Regions from separate parts of the Ovis aries genome. Here region 1 is linked to region 2. A link is a contact called in public Hi-C data. All regions are on one chromosome and are shown on one strand. The core of a region is the stretch at or near the end of the contact, and the rest is flanking DNA. Distances in the headings are between cores, read along the strand shown. Region 1 has its middle 13 kb from the start of TRNAS-GGA. Region 2 has its middle 17 kb from the start of MTUS2.

The links. A called contact is a pair of places that touch in the nucleus more often than the background predicts.
Region 1: a Hi-C map of liver shows a contact between it and region 2, with 5 times the contacts expected there. The contact joins two enhancer-like sites. A contact is called at or near these places in 12 of 16 Hi-C or Micro-C datasets (blood, hypothalamus, liver and 6 more).

What each region holds. Positions count from the first base shown.
Region 1 is chr10:31,743,468-31,746,217 of ARS-UI_Ramb_v3.0, reverse strand. No RefSeq gene overlaps it. Among named protein-coding and RNA genes, the nearest start is that of TRNAS-GGA, 13 kb to the right of the region's middle. Within about 2 kb of position 1,422, at least 4 of the 54 cell types and tissues checked have an H3K27ac peak or open chromatin away from gene starts, as enhancers often do. A contact at or near this core is called in liver, where this site is marked.
Region 2 is chr10:31,692,701-31,695,506 of ARS-UI_Ramb_v3.0, reverse strand. No RefSeq gene overlaps it. Among named protein-coding and RNA genes, the nearest start is that of MTUS2, 17 kb to the right of the region's middle. Within about 2 kb of position 1,521, at least 1 of the 54 cell types and tissues checked has an H3K27ac peak or open chromatin away from gene starts, as enhancers often do. A contact at or near this core is called in liver, where this site is marked.

The DNA of each region.
Region 1 (2,750 bases), core at 173-2,672, 51 kb before region 2:
TTTTTTTTTTAGATGCTGTGATTTTTCTTAAGGAATCAGTTTAGTATTTGAGGCGTCTTAACAATAGAGTTCACAGGTTGCTGCCTGACTAATTTTATTAACTAAAATAAAATTCACAATAAAAGATATACTTAATGAGACTAGAATGTAGTTCTGTGTTATGTTTTTTTAAATATCTGTGAATAAAGGAACTTGCAGGTTTTACTGTCTGAAAGTATTGGGTGGGTTGGCAAACAGTTGAGTACTGTTTGGCTCATTGCAGGGTGGCTCTTTGAGTGAACATGCTTCTTCACACCTATCCTTGTATAAAATACGTATGACAGGCTGATCACTTTAATCAGTGTTTCTTTACACTGGGTATAATCCCTCTTTCACTAGTAGACAAATATAACCAGTGCTTTCATGCATTTTGTTATTCCTTGGAATATAGACATTGCAAGAATAGAAGATAGCCTGAACAAGTAGATTACTTTTGAAACAGACAATACAGTGTATAATCTAACACTGGAATCTGCAATTGGGTGACTCTAACAAAGCTTTGACTTGTTCTAATAAAGCAAAACCAAAACTGATACTTCAGTGAACTTATTTAGCTCATGATTTCAAAATGAAATTCAGGTTCCTTCATGCACCATAAATCCTTAATTAAGAACCTGTACTTTGGTTTGGGAGGCGGCCAAGATGGCAGAGTACAGAGACCCTGAATGTACCCATGGACATGCCAGAATTACAGCTGTTTACAGAGCAAGTACCTGTGAAAACAACCTGAAGAATAACAGAAAAGATTTCCCACAAGTAAGAGCATGAGGCATGAGTCAGGTAGGAGGGACAGAGATACAGTACAGTCAGGACTCACACCCAGAGGTTGGTGAGGAAACGGGAGGAACATCACAATTATAAAGATCCTCCCCAAGGAGTGAGGAGTTTGCACCCATCAGACTTGCCAGCATGGGGCACCTACACCAGGAAAACAAGCCTCCAGAACATCTGGCATTGAAAACCAGTGGGGCTTATGTTCAGAAGAGCCAGAGAGCTATAGGAAACAGACTTTTCTCTTAAAGGGTGTATATAACCCAGTGTAGATGTCAATTTGAAAGGACTCTGGGTCAGGCCTGCTTGCTGATCTTGGATCCAGGGAGGCAGGAGGCAGCTGGGACTCCCCCTGGACATGGAGATGGCTGGCACTTTGGAGAACTTGCTCTGTCATGATAACAGCAGCATTGGCAGGCATCATTTGGAATTCTCACAGCCTATTAGTGCCAGGGGCCTGGCCCCACCTACCAGTGGGCCAGCAGCAACCCTGCGCCTGTATGGGTCAAACATCCAATCACGTGGAAGGCCTACCCTTGGGTACAGCTCATTGCACAAGGCACAGCCTCAAAACCAAGTGGGCCAGGGGCCAGCCCCACCTGCCAGCACACCTACAGTAGTCAGTCTTGCCACAAGAGAAGGGCACACAGCCCACATAGGGACAACCTGGAGCACAGAGCTCTGTGGCCAGAAGGGAGCATGCTGGGCCCACAGGACATCGGCAACATAGGGTCACCTCCAAGGTCAGGAAAGGAGCTGACTTATGCAACAGAAATAAACACAAAATTGGGCAAAATGAGGCAGAGGAACGTGTTCCAAGTGAAGGAATGAGACGTAACTTTAGAAAAAGAATTAAATGAAGTGGACATATGCAATCTCCCTGATACAGAGTTAAGGTAATGACCTTAAAGATACAGACTGGGGGGAAGAACTGATAAGCATAGTGAGATTTTCAGTGAAGTGTTAGAAAAGAAGAACCAAATAGAGCTGAAGAAAACAGTAACAATAGAAGGAATCAACAGTAGATTAGATGATACAAAGGAATAGATCAGAGATCTGGAAGGCAGAGCAGTGGAAATAACCAAAAACTGAACAGAAAGTTTTTAAAAATTGATGCATTTAATAAGACCTCTGAGGCAATATCAAACATGCTAACATTTGCATTACAGTGGCACCAGGAGAAAAGAGAGAGAACTTATTTGAAGAAAAAAAAGATAAAAACTTTCCTTATCTGGGAAAGAAACACATCCAGGTCTAAGAAGCATAGAGTCAGTTGTAATAAACAAGATGAACCCCAAGAGGTTCACAGCAAGACACATTATAACTGAAGTGGCCCCCCAAAAAATAAATAAGAAGCAAGAGAAAAGAAACTAATTACATGCAAGGAAACTTCCATAAGACTGCCAGCTGACTTTGTAGCAGAAACTTTACAGGCCAGAATGGAGAATATATTCAAAGTGAAGAAAGGAAAAAACTTATAACCAAGAATATTCTATATGACAAGGTTATTATTCTACTATACAATCCAGTGGACTTCCCAGGTGGCTCAGCAGTAAAGAATCTGGGTCATGATATCCCCTGGAGAAGGAAATGGCAACCCACTCCAGTATTCTTGCCTGGAGAATCCCATGGACAGAGGTGGACAGGTGAACATGGAGTCACAGAGTCAGACATGACTTAGCAACTAAACAACAACAACAAATGCAATCCAGCAACCTACTTTCAGGTATTTTTCTGAAGAAAACAAAAATTTGAAAAGATATGTGAACTCCTATGTTCACTGCAGCGTTATTTAGAGTAGCCAAGACATAGAAACAACTGAAATGTCCATCAACAGAGGAATGCACAAAGATAATGGAATGCTACTCAGCCACATAAGGAAGGAAATCTTGTCATTTGTGACAATGTGGGTTGACCCAGAAGGTATTACGGTAAGTGAA
Region 2 (2,806 bases), core at 272-2,771:
AATCCCCTGTACAGAGGAGCCTGGTGGGCTACAGTCCATGAAGAATCAGACGCAACTGAGCGCACACACACGATGGTTTTCTCTCTGCCTGATCTGCTCCTGAAACGTCTCTTTCACACCCACTATGGGGGCAGATACAAGGATCTCACTGGCCTCTCTCCTTTATCCTATTTCCCTTTCACCAGTGTAGCATCCCTTAATATCCAGTTGAAATCTTCCTAGTGGTGTGGCCTTGAGCAAGTTCTTAACCTCTGTAAACATCACTTTCCTGGTCTGTAAGTGGGGGATTATAGTAGAGCCTACCCCAGAAGTTTGTGAAATCACATAAGAAAATGCATGCAAGTCATTTAGCACAGTCATCGTCTGGTCTGGCATACAACAGACATCCCCTTCACGTTAGCCATTATAAGCATCTCTGGGAAGGACTCTGACAGGTGAAGAGCCAGCTGACCTTTTGTAACACAGGGCCTTACTTCACACCTGCTGTCTAGTTTATTAAATGCCTTAGATGCAGTAATAGTTCGAATTTTGTTTATATTCTGTCTGGAAGTTTGTGAGCATCTTCTTGTGCCTAAGTCTTCAGTATCCATCTCAGTTTCATCACCAGACACTGGCCACAATAATCCTATCGGCACAGCTCCTCCCTTTCTTGCTGTTTCTGCTCATCTCTTTTAAACCCAGGACCAGTCTTAGCCCACATGAGATTCATCATGGATCACAAACACAGCACGTACAGAAATGCAAAGCCATTTCTCCATGGATCATGTCCACTCAGCTGCTTGCTTCTCCCTCCGGCTTGTTGGGCTGGCTGGGGAGGGGCATCATGACCTCCACAGCAGCTGCAGTCCCTCCTTGGGGCTTCACTCTCCAGACAGACAGAGCTGAACCATTCGCTCCGTCACAAAGTCCTCGCCGTCCAGCTGCTCAATTTGGAGGCTAATTTGGCAGGAAACCGGACTTGCATTGAGATAACGGAAGAGAGTGAACAGCAGAAAACAAATCAGAAAAGAGTCTAGAAGCCAGGTGTACCAGAGAGAGATTTTGGTCAATAGCCACAGAAACTGACTTGAGCAAAAGGCAAAAGAAGGAGTTTACTGGGAAGATTCAAGTACTCACAGGATCGACCGAGTATTATTCTTGTCCCTTTTATAATATTTATACATCAGACACTATTAGAGAACCATGTTGTGAGGTTTATGGCCACATGGAAAATTTTACGTTTATCCAAAAGTTATCTATGGGACAAGATCTATTGGGTCATTTAGTCATGATAAATTCTGAAAAAACAGTTGATATGTGAGCATAGGCACTCAGTGAGTAAGTCTAAGATCTTCCTTTCAAGAGGAATAAGCAATCACAATTTGCAATTTAATTAGAAAAACACAATTAAAGGAAGAGTATCTCTTCTCCTGCTGAATATTAAAGTTCACCGCAAAGAAAAACCTCATGTGAATGGTAGCTGTGGCTAATTAGCTACAGTACATGGGCTGGAACAACTGTCAGCTCAGGGCTAGACAATGAACTCCACAGGGGCCAGAGATCAATGTTTATTTAGGAAGCTGATGCTTAAATTCACATGACTCGGAATATGCCTGTCTATTGAAGTATTTCACAACACACTACACTCCCTTATCTCTTCTCTTGACATTCAATAGCTTAGAAACACCATACGCTTGGCCTTATTAATGAAGAGTGATTGATACATTGACCCCGAATGGCATTCAGGACAAAGCTGATTGGTCTCTGTGAATAAAATGAGTCAATTCCAAGGCCACTAAGTCTATCTTCCTGACACTAGGGTGGAATGAAAAGGTCAGGTGGCAGACCCCACGTCTGGGACAGACCCCACGTCTGGAACAGACCACGTCTGGGTCAGAAAAAGCACGAGGATAGACTTGAGTCTTGCCTGATTTCTGGTCTTTCAGACTAGGCTCTGCCATGGGGAGCTACGTGACTTTGGAATTTTGTGTAAGAGTCTCTGCGTCTCTGGGCTTTCCTCATTTCACCTGCAGAAGGAGCAAAGCTGTCACTCCCCAAGGATGTGGTAAGGGCATCATAGATTAGGCGATGGGAAGACAATGGTTGTATTCAGAGTTAGCATTCTATTTTCAGAGCAAGTCTGCATACAAGGGATCTTCTTTCCCATCCCCTCCGCTGAGCTAATGGACATGCACCCCGACAGGCCTCGCCCTGGTTATTCCTCGGTCTTTACTTCTGTCTCATCAGAGGGTCATCTCCACATTCCAGTGTGAGGCACCATTTCAGAAGCTAGGGGTACAGTCATGGACCAAAATCTCCCCACAATTCCTGCTCACGGACATTCTAGTAAGTGCAGACTAATTCATATTAGATATCAGGTATTGGTGACAAGTGCTGGGAAGAAAAAGTAAAGCTGGTCAAATGGTCAAGCCTCACCTTGGAGGGGAATGCCATTTTGGCCGGGGAAGGCCTCCCTGAAAAGGTGACCACTGAGCAGAGTTCTGAGTGAATGCAGGAGGGTACCCCACAGTTTCTGAGAATTCAGGGGAGTGGACTTGAGACACTTCTGGACAAGGGGCCCATCTTTTCATTCTGCACTGACCTTGCCGCTCCTCCACTTGGGGATAGTGCCGTCTGCCTTGGCCATGGCCCTGGGCAACCTCTCCTGGGGAGCTTGATTTTAAAACCTGGCTGAGATCACGTTTCTTCAGCAATCAATGCAAAGAAATAGAGGAAAAGAATAGAATGGGAAAGACTAGAGATCTCTTCAAGAAAAGTAGAGATACTAAGGGAACATTTCATGCAAAGAAGGGCTCGATAAAGGACA